3 separate regions of the Mus musculus genome follow, and all the other regions are linked to region 2. Evidence: chromatin contacts called from public Hi-C and HiChIP or PLAC-seq data. All regions are on one chromosome and are shown on one strand. The core of a region is the stretch at or near the end of the contact, and the rest is flanking DNA. Distances in the headings are between cores, read along the strand shown.

Region 1 (3,542 bases), core at 418-2,917, 330 kb after region 2:
AGATACCTTAAAAAGAAAAAAGTTTTCCTGGGTGTTGGGGAAATGGCTCAAACAATAAAGTGCCTGCCATACAGGTATGTAAACCTGAATTTGTATCAGCAACAACAATATAAGAGCAGGCCCTGAAGCCTGTTCTGTCTGTAACCCCAGCACAGGAGCCACTAGGTCTGTTACTAATCATCCAATCAGAATCTGTGAGCTCCAGTTACAGTGATGGACACTGTCTCAAAAAGTAAGGTAGACAGTAATTGAGGAAGTTGCCTGATGGTGACCTCTGGCCTCCATATGCGCAAGCCAAGAAAGTCCTAGAAGCATGCAATAACTCTTCCTTTCCAGTACTGTTGACTAGAGGTGGGCTATAAGCTCCTCCCACTTCATAGGAGACTAGGAAACAGCATTTTGCAAAGAGAAACTAGATTGTCATGGCTGCCCAGGAGCAATCAAAGTTTGTCCCCTGGGGGTGGGATTTTTCACTCTGGGTTCATGAGCAGGTTGTAATCAGGTAAGAAGTCCCCAGTCAGTGAGGGCCATGTTACCAATGGTCTGGAAGGCACAGATGTTCAAATGTTCACAGCCAGGCAGGCTGCCTTACATAGAACCCAGAAGCTGGGATGCTGGTCTCAAATCTCTTTGTCACAACCTCTTATATAGCCTGTTTCCCCACCAGTGCCTTGGAGAAAGTATGGTATCTCTCTCAGTTTTCCTTCACAGCGTCTCAAATAGATGGCACTGACAAGGCTGAAGACTGAATAGACACCGACAGGCCTGGGACAGGCACTTCTGTTACATAGGACTTGGGAGAATCTTTCTTACCTTGATAGCCAAACCAGCCACGTGTGAGGCCCTCCTAAGGGAGGTAGACCATCCTGACCTACCCACCTTCAGTTCCAGCTCCACTTTTCCCTTCCCTTCCCTTCCCTTCCCTTCCCTTCCCTTCCCTTCCCTTCCCTTCCCTTCCCTTCCCTTCCCTTCCCTTCCCTTCCCTTCCCTTCCCTTTTCCCTTTTCCCTTTTTTTCCCTTTTTCCCTTTTTTCCCTTTTTCCCTTTTTTTCCCTTTTTTCCCTTTTTTCCCTTTTTTTCCCTTTTTCCCCCCTTTCCCCCCTTTCCCCCCTTTCCCCCCTTCCCCCCCTTTTCCCCCCTTTTCCCTTTTTTTCCCCTTCCCCCTTCCCCCTTCCCCCTTCCCCCTTCCCCCTTCCCTTCCCTTCCCGGTCTCTTTATATAGCTATGGTTGTCCTGGAACTATTTTGATCAGGCTGGCTTCGAATTCATAAAGATTCACCTGCCTCTGCCTCTTTAGTTCTGGGATTAAAGACGTGCATCCCTATGCCGGGATCCTTGCATACATTTTCATCTATCCATTGCTAGTTCCTCTTCTGAAAGCATTTTCACTATTAGAAATGCATCATGATTCTCTTTGTATAGATGACAAACTAGGCTTGAAAAGTTTGTGTGACTTCTTCAAAGTCATAAAACCCAGAACCTGTGCCAATTACTTCTGCTCAATTACTTTCAAAGCGACCCATCCAGGATAATATTTTTCCCTCTCCATGTTCTAAGGTCAGAAACTAGAAAATGGTCATGGAAAACTTCGACTACGGTTTTTTGAACCTCAGCGGCTCCGGTACCAACGTAAGCGGAAGGTGAGGGCCGCTGGCCGGAAGTGGGTTGTGGAGCGGTTGATGCAGGAGTCTGTGCATTGACTTACCCGGGGCGGCCCGGGACTGGAGTTAGGGAGCTGCCTTCGCGGGCTTCAGGTGAGTGGGCGGCCGGGGAGGACGAGGTGGCTCGACTTGCTGCCTGCACTCTGGCCTCGCCGGGTCCGGGCCGCGCGCTCCGCCATCCCGGTTCTCCCGGGCCTGCTGCGCTTCCCCGCGGGCTGTCCTCGTGCCGCCCCGGAGCACCTCTCAGCATCACCCTCTAGGGTCACCTTATCACGGCGGACTGCTGTGAGAGTGGGTCCGGACGGCGCTTTTAGCCCCCTGCGAGGTGGAGATCGAGTCTGCGTCTCTCACGGGGCTGTTGTGATAGCAGTCTCCCTGGTCTCTCCGTTCCAGTGTGCACGTGAAGCCCTAGCAAAGTGACTTAGCCTAGGGTCTCGGTCGGCGCCTGCGAGTCGGCGTTTCTGATCAGCTTTTCGCCAGCACTTTGAGCAGCGTTTGATGTAGGGCTTAGGACGGGGTGAGGCAATAGGACAAATATCCTTTCTTCATTTTAAGCAGTTTCTGGTTGTACAAACCCAACTCGGGCCAGGAGTGGTTCTCCCTTCTCTTTCTCCCCCCGGGGATAGGAAGTAATTGCTCCTTTTCTGTTAAGATCTTTTTGCTCTAACTCGGGAACTCTGGACAGGAGCCTTTATAGTCGATAGATTCACGCCTCTTCTCAGAGGCTACATTGCTCACTTGGTGTAGGCATCTGGGCATTGCTTCATCCTGTGACGCTCATATATAGATACTCCAACGTCAGAGGGAACTGGTATTTTGTGCTCATGTTTTCTGCACTTTGCCCACACTGAGGACCCAGAACAGTGCCTTTGTTTTTTGTTTGTTTGTTTGTTTTTTGTTTTTTCGAAACAGGGCTTCTCTGTATATCCCTGGCTGTCCTGGAACTCACTTTGTAGACCAGGCTGGCCTCGAACTCAGAAAATCCGCCTGCCTCTGCCTCCCGAGTGCTGGGATTAAAGGCGTAGAACAGTGCCCGGCTTAGAACATTGCCTTTCTAGAACTAGGTTCTAAGGCTTACTGTCCTCAGTTGCCGAAGGCTAGCCCTAGGGAATTTAGTCCTGCTTGGTAGACCAAAATAAAATCTGAAGACTACTATTTCATACAGCTGAGAGTTGTGCCGGACTGATGTGCCTGTGTGTCTTTCTCATTTATCTATCTATCTATCTATCTATTTATTTATTTATTTATTTATTTATCTATTTGGTCCCCAACGGAGTCTTGGCATTTATCATGTAAATAGGTCAATTTATATTTTTTTATTATATGTGTATGGGTGACTTCCATTTATGCATGTCTGCACCATTTGTATGCAGTGCTGGAGGAGGCCAGAAGAGGGCGTTGGATCTCCTGGGACTTGAATTAAGGTTGATTGTGAGCCACAGTGTGAGCGCTGGAAATCAAACCCCAATCCTCTGGAAGAGCAGCCAGTACTCTTAAACACTGAGCAATCTCTCCAGCCAGTAAGTCATCTTTTCTTTTTCTTTGTTTTTTGTTTTTTTTTTTTTTTCAAGTCAGGGTTTCTCTGTATAGCGCTAGCTGTCCTGGAATTTGTCCTGTAGATAAGACTGGCCTTGAACTCACAGACATCTACCTACCTCTGCCTCCCAAGTGCTGGGATTAAAAACTAGCTCTGTCACCACTCCCACCACCAGGCTTCATAAGACTCCTTTCATATAAAAGAATTCTGGCCAGCCATGGTAGTGCACTCCCCTCCCCCCCTCCCCTCCCCAGTGCCACCACAAGACAAGGTTTCTCACTGTAACCAGCACTGGCTGTCCTGGACTCGAACTCATGAGATCTCACTGCCTCTCCCTCTCGAGTA
Region 2 (3,709 bases), core at 957-3,456:
TGAAATACAAATCAAAATTTATGCTCAGTGTTTTATTAGTAAGGCAAAAGCCAGAGACCAGAACTTCCACTGCATAGGCTCCGTGGTTCACAGCCACTAAAGACCTGATCTTCAGCACAGCATAAATTGACAGTCAAAGCATGGTCTCTAATGTATGTTGAGAGAGGGGGTCAGAAAGGAAGAGGGAGGGAGTAGAAGGAGGAGGGAAATACAGAGAGACCAGTGCTTTATAATTGCATCATAACTCAAATTTATTTCCATTTGCTAAAAGTACCATACTCTTACAACCCAAGTTTCAGTTCGAAGTGAGTGAAAACCCTATCAAATAGGCACGAGAGCATCCTGTTTGGTGATGTAAATGGATAAAGATGGTATAGCCTATTCATGTACAAGGTTTGATCCCCAACACCAAAAAGAGAAAAGGAAGGATATGCTTTTTAAGTATGGATAAAATCAGCACAGCTTTTATTGCTGAGAATTCTGAAGAGAGGAAACCTTGCTAGAGTTCAGTGAATCAGGTCTAAAGCACTAAGCACTAACAGACAGCAACAGCACCATTAGTACCTTAACTCTATTACTGTATTGATCTCCTAACTTTGTTACATACAATGCTGAACAAAAGTCAAACCATAGCACAGTATTTTTAATCAATTGCCTCTGCAGATTCTAGACTACCAAGGGAAAGCTCTAGGAAAACACCCACCACATCTGAGTATCCACATCGTATCTGTAGAGGTCATCTGCAAGCCGGTATTTGTTGGCGCTGAAAGCCTTGTAGCCACCATGAACGTACAGAGCCTTGGTCCTGTCATCATAAACACTACTGTGGCCATAACCCCCTTGCACAAGAGCACCCTGAGTATGTAATATACTCCATGTGTTCTTTTCTGGATAAGAGACAATAGTTAAAGTCAATGTTGCAGGCTCCTCTTCTTATGAAATAATAAATTATTTAAACGATTTAAACATTAGTTTAAAGTCTAAACACCTTAGAGCAAAAGACGGAAGTTTAGGATATACTTTCACCTTATTATAAAGAAGACCATCTAGACAAGACTGCATCGGATCAGCACTAACTGGACTCAGTGTGCTAACCTTCACCCTGAAAGGGAGGCCATAAGGCTAGGAAGGAGATGCACTGGGAAAGCCTAGAGGAGCTGGAAGGAATGGCGGTGGATATGAACAAGCTATATTGTATACATGTATGAAATTTTCACAGAACAAGTTTTTAAAGATTCATATTTTGTTTTGTTTTGTTAAGCTAGGGTTTCTCTGTGTACCCTGCCTGGCCTGGAACTTGCTCTGTAGACCAGGCTGGCCTCACACTAATGGAGATACACCTGCCTCTGCCCCTTGAGTGCTGGGACCAAAGGGATGCGCCACCACACTGGCAAGATTCAAATTTTTAAAACAAATTCTAAAGATTAAAGATTCAAAGTTCTCTTAAGCAGACACTTAATTCCCTGTGCTCCTCAGTGAGTCCTTATGATCTTCAGATGCACTTTAATGATCTTTAGATGCATTTTCACAGGAATGTCAAACAAATGTTACAAAATTATAATTCTGACATTCCTATTATACAATAAAAACAATAAAATGTAACACAAGATTATACATTAAGGTAAAATAACAGTGCACTGGCCTAATATTTAAAGGACTAGCCAGAATTATTTTAGAGTGTTTACTGTTTTGCATTTTGCTTATTTTGATATCCAAAGCATTTAATGCTATCTTTGGCTCCTTGCAAGCTGACAAGAAGGGCCAAGGCCCTGCCTTGGCTTGGGAGGGGTCCTGAGGAAGGTGTTTCTGGGGGAGGGCAACTTGTCAACAAAAACAAAAAGTCAAATTGTGGGTCCAAGCTGGAGACAGTTTTCCAGTCTACTTTCTCTCTGACCGGCTTTCTCTACAGACAGCTCTCTCTCTAGACAGCTTTCTCTTGCTATTCTTTGCTGAAGGCAGTTCTCCAGGCAGTTCTCTCTTGCTATTGCAAAAAACATTCTGGATAGCTCGTCTCCTGCAGGTCATAAACCCAGTTACTCCAGGTTTCCTATAAATCAGCATCCTGGGACTCAGGCCCCTTGGGAGACAACAAGCACACATTTCCTTTTAACATTACAAAAGAATTCAGAGATCTACCTGCCTCTGTTAAGCACAAAAACTAGTTGGGTATCCTGTCTGGAAATTACCATTTCTACCACACCAAGGTCTAACTAACCTTGCTCTGTTCCAGGCCCACCCTGAACTCAGGACTTTGTCTGCCTTTGTAAGCACAAACTTAGCTGGGTGGCCTCCTCTAGCAATCAGCACTCCCTAAATCTCTTTAACTGCTTACTCAATATCTTTCTGACAAGTTGGCTCACAGCGAAGCTGCTTTTGTTCCTTTAGATCTGTGAAGCCCCTCATACAATTCATATTGCATCCTTCTATTTTTGTATAGTTGAGGAAGTATATGGTTTTGAACTCATGTTCTTTTCCACAGCCTTAAGAGCTGTCCTGAAGGTCCCACCATTTACTTCCCAGACTCACACTGGCTCTGATTATCATGAAGTCATTCACATTAACAGAAGGACATTACTCAGAAGAGGAGCATGAAATATGTACATTATTATACAAACAGGTTTATGTCCATAGTGTGACATCCATGGAGGCCCGGACCTGCTGCCCCTGTCTCAGGGCTGGAACCATGTCATTCTGTCCCAACCAGGACCATGCTGGACTCCTCAGTTCCCCCTCTTTTGTTACTAATTTGAGGGTGCAAACGTTGACTGTGAGCGCTTGACTTGCTTGATGTAGACTAATAGATGAAATAAATATCCCAAATTTCCCTCAGCTTTCCTTAATGCAATATACAGCTGCCAGCTTGGACCTACAATTGGACTTTTTGGGTTTTTTGACACCCCTTTCCTCAGAACCCCTCCCAAGCCAAGACTAGACCTTGACAAGTAAGAAACAGCTGTTGCACAGGGACTTCAACAACCTCAATCTCACCAGTTATCTACTGATACTATTTCAAGACAAGGTACTGGATCAAGATCATGCTGAATTTTGTTACGGTGTCCTAATAATAAGGGCAGGGGTTCTCAGTATGATATTCAAGATGCCTCCACTGGAAAAAATACATACCCAAGTCATATTCCTGCACAACGCTTATATATCCATAGAGTGGGCAATGACCGAAGATGACCAACATGACCACACGGCCAGATGCCAGTGTAACAATGTGTGCTGAGTGTCCAACCACTGCATACTGATCCTTAGCTTTCGGAGTTAACAATACCCATGATTCATTATGAATATGAAATACTCTCAGCTCATTGGTCACGTTCCCTGTTGAATCAATTTTTCCTCCATACATGTAGATTTTATCCTATAAGAAAGATGTAAACAGGATTTTTAAAACCATTAAGAAATCAACTCTAGGGCTGGAGAGAGAGTTTATGAACACTTGCTGCTCTTGCAGAGGACCCGGGTTTAGTTCCTAGTACCCACATGGCAGCTAACAGCCACCAGTTCTGATGCCATCCTCTTCTGACCTCTGGAGGAACAGTATACACAGGCATACATGCAGGCAAAACACCCACACACATAAAATAAAAATAAATACATCTTTTTAAAAATTATATTGGAAAACAACAATGAGTGGTTCACAATCTCATTGTGATCCCAGCTTAAGAAGTGTGAGTAACATGAGCTCTTCGGTGACTTGCTA
Region 3 (3,608 bases), core at 317-2,816, 260 kb after region 2:
CTCACCCCAGATTCTAAAAGAAAGACATGGCAAGGGGTAGGCAGAGCTTAAAGGTACATGGAAAGTCATTAGACACTACCTGGAAGGGGAGGGGAGGTATGTGCATAGGTGGGGTCCCTAGCCTGCCTGCTCATGTCATCACCCAATGTAGCAAAGGCAGGAGAAGGGCTTCAGTGTCGGTTTGCCCTTTCAGCCTCTGGCCTGCACAGCACAGGGCGGGTGGGAAAACGAAGGAAACCATTCCTTAAACACTGCCAAAAGGGCTGAAGGGGGAAAGGTCACACTTCGGTCCTCTGAGACAGTGGTGCAGGAGTCTACAGACTGGGGTGGGGGTGGGAGTGGGTACTCCTGGCTCCTTTCTCCTCCTAATAAGGAGAGGTTGGGGAAATTGTTCCTTAAGTCTCCAGAGATTTTCTGGAACTGGAAGGGTTTGGACCAACCAAGTATTGGGGTGCTGCTAGGAAGCTATGCAAAAGACATAACATGAGAGACTGGGGTGGAAGAGGGATCCCGACCCTGAGTCAGCCATTCTGCCAGGCTCTTCAGCTTTCCTGAACCCCCACCCTGCAACACCACCAGCCTGGATAGAGCTAGGAGTCTTTTTTTTGGGGGGAAGGGGAGTGTTCGAGACAGGGTTTCTCTGTGTAGCCCTGGCTGTCCTGGAACTCACTTTGTAGACCAGGCTGGCCTCAAACTCAAAAAATCCATCTGCCTCTGCCTCCCAAGTGTTGGGATTAAAGGCGTGCGCCACAACTGCCGGGTTTAGGGCTAGGATTCTAAGGAGAAGATACTGAGAGGAGTTCCTAAGAGCTAAGTGAACAACATGGCATGTAGCCTCCTCCCAGGGCCTGCTTACCCCAACAAAGGCAGCGTGCGGCTATCCCTGAGTCATCACGGTTCTTAGAGATGGGAGGGATCCTGGAATAACGAGCGCGCGCGTCTGTGTGTGTGTGTGTGTGTGTGTGTGTGTGTGTGTGTGTAGGGGAGACTTCAGGACCCTCCGTACCTTCAATCCGAATGCCAACTTGGCTCACCATGCCTATTTATATGCAAATTCCCGCAACACTCCAAATGCCTTTCCAACTCACCCACCCCCTAACACGCTTGAGCAACAGTGAAAGGAACTGTGTGGAAGCTATCACGGAGTGGGAAGGAGTGGCTGGAGAATAGTACTTTACTTAAGTGTGTGCCCCAGGGACAATAGGAAGCTCAAGGTCTGTAGAATCACTGGGAAGCCACCGAAGGTTGGGTTGGGGTTAAGGAAAGAGGTGCTCAACGCACTTATCAGAACTCACCGCAAGCCGCTCTCCAGAGACCCGGCCACTTCCTAACCTGGGAGAGGGATGCGGAACCGAGAGCGGGCGCCAGCGGGTGAACACGCGGGAGCGTGGGCGGCTTAGGGCGCTAGCCCACGGGCAAGTGCAGAAAGCGGCGTAGGCGGGGGTTGGGGACCGCCCTGGCGGTCGGGGGCGTGGCGAGGGCAAAGGGGCGCGGCAAGGGAGGGTTGGGGGCGATTCGGCAGCCCGAGGGTGTGGCAGTCAGTGGCGTACAGCTAAGGTGGGGGCGGAGTTCCTCCAAGCTTTTAAAACAGGCGCGCCCCTTCCCTCCGGGCTCCAGTGAGTGTCCCTGCACTGCTCTGAAACTTCGTAGTCCCTCCCAGGCCGGCACCCCACGACTCTCAGGCCTGCGCACGCGAGCCGCCGAGGATCCAGAACAGACCTCGCGGGTGAGGGCGCGACTTTGGCTGGAAGCAGCCTCACGCCGCACGGTTAGGAGCGCGGCGCGGCTCGCAGGAGTGTCGCCGGCTCCAGCTGCGAGCCGGCCCAGAACCACGGAGTCCTGATTGAGAAGCCCGGGCCATGGCCACGCCAGGCGTGTATGCCAGCGCCGGCCTCTCAGGCCTGGGTGGGCGAGAGGCTGTGCCGGCTTTGCGCCTCCGGAGGGGTTCGACCAAAAGAGTTCCGAATGTCAGTGCGCGCGCGCGGGGCAAGGGGCGGCCTGGGACACCGTGGGCATCCTGTCCGTGTTTGTTCTGCGTTCGCGGTCTTGACACACACACCCTCAGCAACTGAAGGAAAGATGTAACGTAGCCGGCGGAGGGGAGGGTTGGGAGCTCCGAAATGGGCAGGGTGGCGCTTTGGTGTCCTCAGCACCGGATTGCGTTCCGCCGCCTAGAGTTACGATTCATCAGAGCTGGGTGTATCCGGCCACTCACCTGCACGTGGGTGTGGTCTGTTCCCCTTAGCTACCGCCCCAAGTGCCTCCAAATCCTGCCCATCTACTCACTCTCAGTGGCTGCAAACATGGACTACATCTTTTTCTCGTACAGGCCCATCCTCCCGTGCGTCCTTCTTTGCACAAACATCTCGGATAGTACCTCCAATCTCTGTGTACTGCACACCCACTCTACCCCTTCTTTCCGGCATCGCAGGACACGGTACAACCCTGGGATAGAGGCAGTTGCTGGGTCGGTCCCCTGGGTGACCCCTAGGCCATTGAAGAGATGGGAAGAACTGCGTCTGAGATGGGCATGTGTGGCCCTTGGCAACCAGGGCAGATCTGAGGAGAGGCTCACCCCCACCTCAAAGTGCTGGGCGAGGCTGGGCTGGATCCAGGGAGGAGGCGATTTCCAGTTGTCTTCCTCCAGAACTGGATGGGGCTCAGTCAGAGACGCTTGGATTAATGAGCCGAGTACTGATGATAATTTAGTGATGACATGACCTGAGGAAGTACTCTTCACTTCCCTGGCACGCATAGGAAGTCCATACTAGGCAGACTAAGGGATTTAATACCTTACAGTAAGGATGGTCATCCCAGACACTGCAGGCTCCCCTACATAGTACTTTGACCCCCACCTCTCTCATGCAAGTGGGCTTGCATGTGTTCCTAGGAAGGATGAGGAATCATCAGGCATGGGGTGAACTAAGGCTGTCCAGGGCTGGTCCACAGGATTGGTGACTATTCTTTGGCTTCTTTTGTAGAAAACTGTCCTTGGGCCATGTCACAGAATGAACACTGTCAGGACTCCGGTGAATACTTCTCAGGTGTGTATCTAGAAAATCTGGGGAACTCAGCCTGTGTACCCATCAATGAACCCCAGGCAGAGCCACTTGTCCATAGCCCATTGCTGGGGTGGTTAGCTCCCACCTGTCCGAAGGCCGTGTGGCTTGCTGAGTAGGCAGCTGATGAGACTGGCCAAAGGCAAGCAACCAGGGGTGCGGAGGTCTTGGGAGGGCAGATTAGGCTACCAGTGCCGCTTACAGTTTTCTCCTGTGGCTCAGTATTCCCGGGCCCTTCATATCTGGCCAGCTTAGGCCACATGCTATACTATGCCTTGTCCTGTTGGGCCTCATGTGGTCCTGGAGAGAGAGGCTGCAATTGTCCCTGCTTCAACTGGCTAGCTCCTTCTCTGCATTTGGCTCTATGCTGCTTATCTGTCTACCCTTTGTTTCTTTGTTTTGTCTCATTTGATTTTGTTTGAGAAAAAGAAAAAAGAAATCCTCATGTAGCCTGGGCTGGCCTAAAACTCCCCATGTAGCCAAATAAGAACTTGAATTTCCAATTATATCCAAATATTAAGATTACAAGCTTGTACCACCAAACCAGGT

What was found. Hi-C and Micro-C count contacts between places; a contact is called where the count stands out from the background. HiChIP or PLAC-seq counts read pairs in DNA pulled down with a chosen protein or histone mark.
Region 1: a contact with region 2 is called in a Hi-C map of embryonic stem cells, with 2.0 times the contacts expected there. The contact joins the promoter of Fastkd5 here to the enhancer-like site in region 2. A contact is called at or near these places in 3 of 39 promoter capture datasets (cranial neural crest, embryonic stem cells and frontonasal cranial neural crest), 2 of 15 datasets of contacts at CTCF or cohesin (the NIH/3T3 cell line and embryonic stem cells), 10 of 484 Hi-C or Micro-C datasets (the G1E-ER4 cell line, cranial neural crest, embryonic stem cells and 5 more), 2 of 115 datasets of contacts at active chromatin or transcription factors (the NIH/3T3 cell line and large pre-B cells) and 1 of 9 other capture datasets (embryonic stem cells).
Region 3: a contact with region 2 is called in an H3K4me3 HiChIP or PLAC-seq map of embryonic stem cells, with 17 read pairs. The contact joins the promoter of Slc4a11 here to the enhancer-like site in region 2. A contact is called at or near these places in 4 of 39 promoter capture datasets (the 3T3-L1 cell line, cranial neural crest, frontonasal cranial neural crest and 1 more), 3 of 484 Hi-C or Micro-C datasets (B cells, Th1 cells and bone marrow-derived macrophages), 2 of 115 datasets of contacts at active chromatin or transcription factors (astrocytes and embryonic stem cells) and 1 of 9 other capture datasets (pancreatic islet).

Annotation. Positions count from the first base shown.
Region 1 is chr2:130,628,127-130,631,668 of GRCm38.p6, reverse strand. Fastkd5 (FAST kinase domains 5) reads left to right here and starts at 1,667. Exons shown (of 3, transcript NM_198176.3): 1 at 1,667-1,753; 2 at 3,034-3,180. It overlaps Ubox5 (U box domain containing 5), which reads left to right and starts at 1,631. Exons shown (of 7, transcript NM_001255993.1): 1 at 1,631-1,753; 2 at 3,034-3,180.
Region 2 is chr2:130,957,563-130,961,271 of GRCm38.p6, reverse strand. Atrn (attractin) reads right to left here. Exons shown (of 29, transcript NM_009730.3): 8 at 3,124-3,367; 9 at 704-887. Among named protein-coding and RNA genes, the nearest start is that of Atrn, 53 kb to the right of the region's middle. Within about 2 kb of position 2,206, at least 4 of the 459 cell types and tissues checked have an H3K27ac peak or open chromatin away from gene starts, as enhancers often do. A contact at or near this core is called in embryonic stem cells, where this site is marked.
Region 3 is chr2:130,695,477-130,699,084 of GRCm38.p6, reverse strand. It overlaps Slc4a11 (solute carrier family 4, sodium bicarbonate transporter-like, member 11), which reads left to right and starts at 1,566. Exons shown (of 21, transcript NM_001081162.1): 1 at 1,566-1,726; 2 at 2,330-2,437; 3 at 2,982-3,044. The coding sequence starts at 2,999.